Linked DNA regions of Mus musculus: all the other regions are linked to region 1. Evidence: chromatin contacts called from public ChIA-PET and promoter capture Hi-C data. All regions are on one chromosome and are shown on one strand. The core of a region is the stretch at or near the end of the contact, and the rest is flanking DNA. Distances in the headings are between cores, read along the strand shown. Region 1 holds the start of 1520401A03Rik (elastin). Region 2 has its middle 20 kb from the start of Zscan10. Region 3 overlaps Mmp25 (matrix metallopeptidase 25).

The links. Promoter capture Hi-C pulls out the DNA fragments that hold promoters and counts their contacts. ChIA-PET counts read pairs in DNA pulled down with a chosen protein or histone mark.
Region 2: an RNA polymerase II ChIA-PET map of memory CD8 T cells shows a contact between it and region 1, with 8 read pairs. The contact joins the enhancer-like site here to the promoter of 1520401A03Rik in region 1. A contact is called at or near these places in 19 of 39 promoter capture datasets (the 3T3-L1 cell line, the C10 cell line, the HPC-7 cell line and 10 more), 1 of 15 datasets of contacts at CTCF or cohesin (the NIH/3T3 cell line), 1 of 484 Hi-C or Micro-C datasets (embryonic stem cells), 8 of 115 datasets of contacts at active chromatin or transcription factors (the SCID.adh cell line, embryonic stem cells, epiblast stem cells and 3 more) and 3 of 9 other capture datasets (adipose tissue, liver and pancreatic islet).
Region 3: a promoter capture Hi-C map of hematopoietic stem and progenitor cells shows a contact between it and region 1. The contact joins the enhancer-like site here to the promoter of 1520401A03Rik in region 1. A contact is called at or near these places in 19 of 39 promoter capture datasets (the 3T3-L1 cell line, 3T3-L1-derived adipocytes, the C10 cell line and 10 more), 2 of 484 Hi-C or Micro-C datasets (embryonic stem cells and nephron progenitors), 7 of 115 datasets of contacts at active chromatin or transcription factors (the SCID.adh cell line, embryonic stem cells, epiblast stem cells and 2 more) and 3 of 9 other capture datasets (adipose tissue, liver and pancreatic islet).

The regions. Positions count from the first base shown.
Region 1 is chr17:23,725,086-23,727,835 of GRCm38.p6, reverse strand. It overlaps 1520401A03Rik (elastin), which reads left to right and starts at 1,385. Exons shown (of 41, transcript XM_017317755.2): 1 at 1,385-1,697. It overlaps Pkmyt1 (protein kinase, membrane associated tyrosine/threonine 1), which reads right to left and starts at 1,500. Exons shown (of 8, transcript NM_023058.3): 1 at 1,195-1,500.
Region 2 is chr17:23,619,171-23,621,920 of GRCm38.p6, reverse strand. It overlaps the pseudogene Gm7912. Among named protein-coding and RNA genes, the nearest start is that of Zscan10, 20 kb to the right of the region's middle. Within about 2 kb of position 1,385, at least 22 of the 459 cell types and tissues checked have an H3K27ac peak or open chromatin away from gene starts, as enhancers often do. A contact at or near this core is called in memory CD8 T cells, where this site is marked.
Region 3 is chr17:23,635,299-23,638,048 of GRCm38.p6, reverse strand. The region is part of intron 4 of Mmp25 (matrix metallopeptidase 25); the gene reads left to right. Among named protein-coding and RNA genes, the nearest start is that of Mmp25, 8.6 kb to the left of the region's middle. Within about 2 kb of position 1,373, at least 12 of the 459 cell types and tissues checked have an H3K27ac peak or open chromatin away from gene starts, as enhancers often do. A contact at or near this core is called in hematopoietic stem and progenitor cells, where this site is marked.

The DNA of each region.
Region 1 (2,750 bases), core at 136-2,635:
GCAATAGAAAGTGTCCATTTTAGGGGAAGCCACAATGTATCAAAGGAGCCACACCTAACCTCTAGTAGTAGCTAGATCAAATTACTACTTAGGTTAAGTACTTAAGAGGCTTGCTGGAAGGCCCTCTTGTTATGGATCTATTTACTTCAAGAATCCCATCCCAGAGGTGGCCTTTAGCTTAGTGATAGAGTACATGCCTGGCACCATCAGCGTCCTGCATTTGATGCCCACCCTAAGAAAAAAAAAAACAAATCCCATCCCAGGTCTTCTGTAAGGATCCACGATCATGCTTGTTAATTAAACCTACAGTCTTGAAGGGGACGTGGGTGGGGGAGGTAAGAGTACTTGCTGCCCTTCCAAAGGACCAGGTTTGATTCCCTGACACACAAGCGTCTGTAACTCCAATTCCAAAGGGATCTGACACCCTTTTCTGACCTATGTGGGCACTAGGCACAAACAGACAAAAATACACATGCATTAAAAAGAGTAAAAACTTTTTTTTTTTAAAGGAAGAAGGAATACAGTCTCCATGCCTAGCACCTGGGAGTCCATCACCTTCTGTTTCAGCCAGAGAGACCATTCCCTCTCAATGCCATTTTCATTTCAACATCACTGGTCATTTACATTCTAATACCTCTGGCCTGGTCAAACAGCTTTTATGGGGTGAGAAGGGTTGGTAGTGGAGTCCCGGCTGAGTACAGAGTGTCCCTGAGCCACTGGGTTTCCAGGGACCTCACCCTCTTACTGAGCTGTACCCATCTGTTGACCACCATCTAGCGTTAGACTGTGAGTTTCTCCCGTGCAGGGCCACTGCTGAATCCGTTCGGTAGGCGAGGGGGAACTCTGACAAACCATTGCGTAAACAGGCTGTCACCCGGGGGTGGAGGGGCTCTTCCCAGAGAGCCGCGGGAGAAAGAGAGGCAGTGCTGGAAAAGGAGCGCCCAATGGGAAGGGACAGGGGACCCGCGGGAGTAGGCGGGGCGTGGGCGACAGCGCTGACCTGGAGTCATCCGAGGGCTAGTCCGGCCCGTGACAGACACGGAGGGGTGGGGCTGCTGCAGGGGGGTGGGGGGGTGACCGGATACTGAGAAGAGGCCGGAGGGCAGTCGCGGGGCGCAGCGCGGCAGGAGCGCGGGCCAGGGCGCCGGCGGAAGAGCGGCGCAACCGGGAGATCTCACCCGGGTGTGGGCTCACCTGGGGAGGCTGGGCGTGGCGCAGCGTGGCGCAGCGTGGCGCAGCAGCGAGGTCCCAGGTTCCGGGTCGGCGGGGGCCGCTGGGGACCTCACAGAGGCCAGGCAGGCCGGGGTCGGGCAGCGGGGCCTCTGGACACCGGGACGAAGCACCCTCCAAGAAGGGGAACCGCCCGTGAACGCGCGCGGAGCCAGCTCGCGCCAAAAATTCCAAACCGGCCTCGAGGCCCCGCCCAGGCTCGCCCGTGGTCCCGCCCCCGCCTGGTGCAGCGGGTCTAGCGCCCGGGGCATTGGCCCCGCCTCGCGTCTTGCGTGCGCACCGAGGTCTCCCCGCCTCCGAAGTTTGCCGGAGCGCTCTCACTGCGCAGACGCAACTCTTCGAGGCCTATTGCGGCGGGAACGATCCTTGGCCCCTCTCTGTCGGTATTTGTCGGCCTTCACACTATGGTCCCCACACCAGCTGCTCTCTATTGGCTGCCTTAATATTCGTGTCCATAAAAGGGGCAGGTAAGGGCCCTGCAGCCAAGTGGCATCTCCTCAAGGAGTTGCCACTGGGGACAGCACAAGCGAATGTCCCACTACTTATAATCTTATGCATATTCAGACACCGGTCTTCATCATCCCAGGATAGCGATTGGTAGCGCCTGTTCTAAGACGGTGGAGTCTCCTTGTAAATAGGCTGTCTGAGGCCGATTCTTACATCCTTTAGCTCAGAACCTTGTGCTCAACTGACTCCTCTCAGTCACTTCCTGGCCTCACAACCTCTGGTACATGATGGGTTGTCACTTTTCTTCTAAACGTGGAGCCGAGGAACCTAGGACAATTTCTTTAAAGAAGGTCTGCACAGAACAAAGTGGGGTGGAGCTTGCTTCATGGAGAAAGGGACCTTTATTGATTTCAACTAGAAGTGAAAAATCATGCTTTATAGCCAATCTCTCTAAAATGCTCCTGCAATCTCTTGGAACAACAGTGGGAAGGAAGGCCAGGCCCTACTTAAGCCTGAGATCAAGAGCTGGGGTACCGCCCACCTCCAAGCCCTTCCCTTTGCTTTAGTGACTTTGAGAGCCAGAACAGTTGTGACTTGGTCTAGTCCTTGTTGAGAACCCTAGACAGGTCCCTCTCCAACTATTTAGAGCTATTTTCTGCCAGCTCCGTTTTCTGGACAGGCCTCCCCTTCTTCCAACCATTTATTCCTCAAAGTCTAATTCATAATGATTAAAACACACTAACACACACACAGTAACAAAAAACAAAACAAAACAAAACAAACAAACAAACAAAAAACTGCACTGGTACATGTCTATACCCCAAGCACAGAGGCGGCTGAGGCAGAAAGGTCACATGAGCCTAGGAATTGGAGGCCAGTGGGTACTATAACAATATTCCTGGGGCTGGAGAGATGGCTCAGTGGTTAAGAGCACTGACTGTTCTTCCAGAGGTCCTGAATTCAATTCCCAGAAACCACATGGTGGCTCACAGCCATCTGTAATGCCTTCTTCTGGTGTGCCTGAAGACAACTACAGTGTACTCACATACATAAAATAAATAAAATCTTAAAAA
Region 2 (2,750 bases), core at 136-2,635, 110 kb after region 1:
ATGCTCAGGAGGACTTAGTGGGCTGGGGAATTGGGCAGGAAAAGGGATCTAACCTGGATGTTCCTGGTAGAGAGATGGCCTGACAATGGAGCTTGGGGAAGTAGGGGACAGCATGCGGCTCAGAGCATTCTCGTGTCTTCTAAAGCACTAACAACAATAGTCTTGTGCCTCTGCTCTCACTGGCTTGACCTTGCGCTTTTGCGGATGAGCAGAGCTACAGTGAACTCATCTGTACAGTGGAGTGGCCGTGTGCAGAAGCCAGCCTTTCGCAGCTCTCTTTCCCCTTCTTCTGCTCCTCCCTTCTTCCCATCCCTCTTCCTCAGTGCTCCCCGAGCCTTAGTCTGGGGCTAGGGAGGAGCACCACTTGAGTCTCAGCATTAACTGCTGCCCATTGTCCTGAGAAGCTTCTCAATACTGTGAGTTAACAGTATTGTTTTCTTCTCTCTGGCCTATGGGTTTCTGAGCCATGGGCTTTTAAAACCAGATTTATGGGTGTAGTGGTGCAGCACTTTCTTCCGGTAAAATCCACCGTGAAGAAGAAAGAACATCAGGAGCTAAGGTTTAGTTTAAACCTGTAGTGGCTGCTTGGAAAATGAAGATGCTCTTAAAAAAACAAGAAGAAAAAAAAAAAAGAAAGAAAGAAAAGAAAAGAAAAGAAAAGAAAAGAAAAGGAAGATGCAGACTCCAGATTGGAGGCTTATGTGTTTGTCATGCAAAGGCAGCAGACTAAAGGAGAGACGTGACTGCCCTGAGCAGTGACTGAAAACTGTAAGCCCTGGAACAGATTTGTGGAAGACGAGGGACATCTAAGCATTCCATATTGGAAGAAGAGACTTTGTTTTTGTTTGTTTTTTCGAGACAGGGTTTCTCTGCATATCCCTGGCTGTCCTGGAACTCACTCTCTAGACCAGACTGGCCTCGAACTCAGAAATCTGCCTGCCTCTGCCTCCCAAGTGCTGGGATTAAAGGCAAGTGCCACCAAGCCAGGCCTAAGAAGAGACTTTTATACATGAAAAAAAAATGCCTTTGTTTAGTAAATCACACAAAAATCCAGCAGAAATTGTCAAAATTCTGAAAGACAACCTGGCCGTTTTGGAAAAGCAAGACAAAAAGACAGATAATGCTTCATCAGAAGTGACAAGATCTCTGTAAGCAATGAAGGAAATTCTGTGTGGAATAAATGACAAGGACCCCACCCCCACCCCCAGAAGCAGTGGCTCAGCTGGCACAGGAGCTCCACAGCAGGGGGTTGCTGGTGACACCAAAAAAAGATGTGATCCAGATAGTCAACAACATCCTGAGAAGACAGATTGGTACCTGGTGTCCTACTGTGGAGTGCGTCAGTTCTCATCTTCACATCCTGTTTATGCTTCTCAAAGGCTGTAAAGGCCCACAGGTTGCCTTACAGTGTGGTTGTGGATTACGCTGAGAGAGTGTTTTCAACATGAGCCACTTGTCAAGTCGTCCTCTTCTCTAATCAGTCAGAGACTTCAAGTGCGTGGCGCTGTCCACATCTGATATCGCTTCAGATGCCGTTGCTACTCTCAAGGATTTGTTAACCAGATACAAAGTGATGGTAGCAGACTTCTTAGAAGAATTATGACACTATTTTTGAAGATGATGAGAAACTGCTGCAGTCTGAGAACTCCGTGACAAAGAGACAATCTTTAAAGTTGCTCGTTGAGCTGATCCTGAATTGCCACAATTTCACCATTATGACTCAGGTATATCAACAAGCTGGAGAACCTGAGACCGATGATGAACCTGCTTCTAGACAAAAGCCCAAACCTCCAAGTAAAAGCCTTTCACGTCTTTAAGGTGTTTGTGGCCAGCCCTCACAAAATGCAGCCTATCGAGGAGATTCTGTTAAAAAATCAGCCCAATTCCTGCAGGGAGATTCCTGCTTGCATGTTGAAAGGACTATTTTTAACAATGGAGAAGAAAAGCTGAGACATGATGAGAAAAGCTGCTGAAGCATCCCAAACCTTGGAAATCAAGCAACTACTGGCTGTTGCCTTCTCACCTTCAAGTGAAAGACAACAATTGTGAGGATACTTCCACACCAGGCTCAAGGACCAGGCAACAATTGGACTGAGCATGGGGACCCCAATGGAGAAGTTAGAAGAAGAACTGAAGGAGCTGAAGGGGTTTGCAACACCATAGGAAGAACAACAGTATCAACCAACGAGACACCACAGAGCTCCCAGGGACTAAACCAATGAATACACATGGAGACACCCAGGGTTGCAGTTGCATGTGTAGCAAAGGATGGCCTGATCTGGCATTAATGGGAGGAGAAGCCCTTGGTCCTGTGAAGGCTTGATGCCCCAGCATAGGGGAATACTAAGACAGTGAAGCAGGAGTGGGTGGGTGGGTGGGGGAGCACGCTCATAGAAGCAGGGAGGAGGGGGGCAGAAAAGGGAGTTTTTTGAGGGGAAACAGGGAAGGAGGATACAGAGTGAGTTCCAGAACAGCCAGGGCTACACAAAGAAACACTGTCTTGAAAGAAAAAAAAAATTGAAATGTAAATAAATAGTGGCTATCAAAAAAAAAAAAAAAAAAAATCAGCCCAAACTCAATGAGTTTCTGAGCAGCTTCCAGAAAGCAAGGACAGATGATGGGAAGTTGGCTGATGAGAAGCACCACCCGATTAAACAGATTTGAGACTTGAAGAGAGCAGCCCCGCAAGGATGGCCCTACCCTGACAGCCATTTGTCTCCCCTGACCAGTGTGGACAGTGCTGTTTCAAA
Region 3 (2,750 bases), core at 124-2,623, 90 kb after region 1:
TAGAAAGTTGTGTCCTCAGTGGGGATGTCACACATGAGTGGACCCTATGTTGGAAAAGGTTTTGGGAAGTAAGCAGAATTTAAAACAACAGGTTTTGGAAAGCACTGAGGACACATCAAGTAGTTCTGCATCCTAGAAATGGTCCTGGATGCATGAGGAGATGGAGTGGAGAAAGGCAAAGTGGTGGGAGTAGACAAAGTCTAGGGAAGAGAATATGGGGGCGATGGCGGAGGGCTAGATCTGAGGGAGGTTGGAGCAGGCCCAGATTGTGATCTCTAGTTCTGGTGCCAGGGAGGATGACATGGTCCAGGTTCAGCTCAGCATCCTACAAGACTGATACTATTAGATAGGGTCGTTGGAGAGGAAGCAGTAGGTGGGCAGAAAGTGCAGGTAGCACAGAGCATAAACATCCTCTTTAGAACCTGCATCCCTGGGGCTGGTGAGGTGGTGCAGAGGTTAAGAACACTGGCTTCTCTTTTGTAGGACCTGGGTTCAATTCCTAGCACCCACATGGCAGCTCATAACTTTGTGTAACTTTATTTCCAGGGTTGCCAACACTCTCACCCAGACACACATGCAGAACTTGGACTCCTAGTTCTGTCCCTGGTCAGGTTTCCCAGAAGTTGAGGTTCAGGTGGAAATTATTTTCTTCCCTTGTCCTCTCTGATTCCTGCACCGAACCCCCATTTTTTTCCCTCTTGTATTTTTTGTTTCCAGACAGAAAAATTTCTTCTTTCCTTCCTTCCTTCCTTCCTTCCTTCCTTCCTTCCTTCCTTCCTTCCTTCCTTCCTTCCTTCCTTCCTTCCTCCCTGCCTCCCTCCTTCCCTCCTTCCCTCCCTCCCTTCCTTGAGACAGGGTTTCTCTACCTAGCCCTGGCTGTTCTACTCTCTATAGACTAGACTAGGCTTGAACTCCACATGTCTGCCTCCCCGGGGGCTGGGATTAAAGGTGTGCGCCACGACCTCTCCCTGCCAGATAGAAATTCTTTTTTTTTTTTTTTTTTAGTCACAAACCAATTATTTAATAGAAGCTATAAAATAATTGGGAAGAATATTTAGAATATCTCAAAAGATTTAAAATAGGAGGACACTTTACAAAAAGTCGCATAGGAAATAAAATTCCTCAGCTATATGTAGAAATGTAACATTACAGGGGAGCTTATAAAATACAAAGACAAGTATAAAAGGACTGTGTACTCTAAATCCAAAAACTTAATAATAACCAAATACTTAGTTTTAAAATGTACAGTTCCTGGGTATGGACCACATTATTATACACATCTTCCAAGACAGCAAGCATTATCCTTCAGTTAATCATGTGTGGTATCGTCTTCTACAAAATCTTTGGCCATCTCTGCTGTGATCACATCAATATGACTAACCTTGTTTCTGAACTTTACACCATAGAATTTGTCAGCTGACTCAAGCAGTTCAGGCCTAAAAGTAGTAGTAATAACAGATAGAAATTCTTAAGCAAGTAAATTCTCAGGGGCAAAGGTAGCAGGAGAGAGAAGTGATACAGCTGAGCAAGGATGTGGGCCAGCTCTTCTCAGTCCTGTCCAGTCGGTCGTGTGCTGTGTTGGGGTAGGATGACCGGGAGGAGACAGCTAGGTCTGGTGCCCAGGCTCTGTGGAGCACTTGCTGTAAGGAAGTAGTATCCAGCAACACTGTGAGGCTCGGGATGCAGGCTGTGCAGACCTGGCAAGTGCTCTGTTACTGAGCCACACACATCTCCAGTGCAAATAGGTCAGCTTCGAAGCTGACTCAGTTCAGCTTCCGCCACTGCGATAAGTGCAGATGACATTGCCTTCTTGCACTGCTTCCTCAGCTAGAGATGAAGTAAGGAGAGTGTCCGGTGGCTCGTTTCCTTCTTACTTGTGCACACTGGTCTGGGGACAGGGATCAGCAAGGCTGCCCAGAAGAAATGGGAGAATTTGAAAGTCAAGAAAAGAGCAGTGGAGAGCCTCAAAGTTAAGAAGTAGTGGCACTTGAAGGCAAAGGCAGGGTGATCCATACAGGTGACCAGCCGGTGAACAATCTCGAGAGTTCTGGGCCAGCAAGCAAGAGACACGGTCTAGAACAAGACCCCAAACCTAAAACAATGGAGGTAGGGAGAAAACAGGAAGTAGTTAGACATTGCCACACCACAAACAAATATTAACTGGCTAGGATTTGGTTATGTGGGGACAAGTGACCTTTCTGCGCCTGTAAATCACATCTCCATGGATGTGAGGATCCCAAAGTAGAGTTTTGTGTGAGAAGAATCGAGAAAGTGGAGGCTGTGATCACCGAATGGCCAAGAAGCAAGGGCAGAACCTAGTGTGGCTGGAATCCTGGCAGCCAGGTCCAGAGAGTGTTTCAGGATGATGTGTTTAAGCATTTACCACTGAGTCTGTCGAAAGAAGGATGGATGTGGAGGCATATAGAGAAAGAGAGTGCACGGGTGATGCAAACTTTTAATCCCAGCATTTGGCAGACAGAGGCAGGCAGATCTCTGTGTGGTGACAATTTTGAAATTTTTTTAAAAAACAAAACCACAGAAATAATACAAGAACATGTTTCCGTTTTAACCCCAGGTGGGGATACAGGGCTGCTTCAGACTGTCCACAGCAGTTCACCATGGTTTGCCTCCTGCTCTAGCAGGAGCGTGATTTTGCCAGCTACAGACAGTTTCTGGGATTGTATGATGTTTGGAATTCTGGGGACTTTTCAGAGGGTTGGTGACGGTGGGTGGGTTGGTTGGTTGGTTGG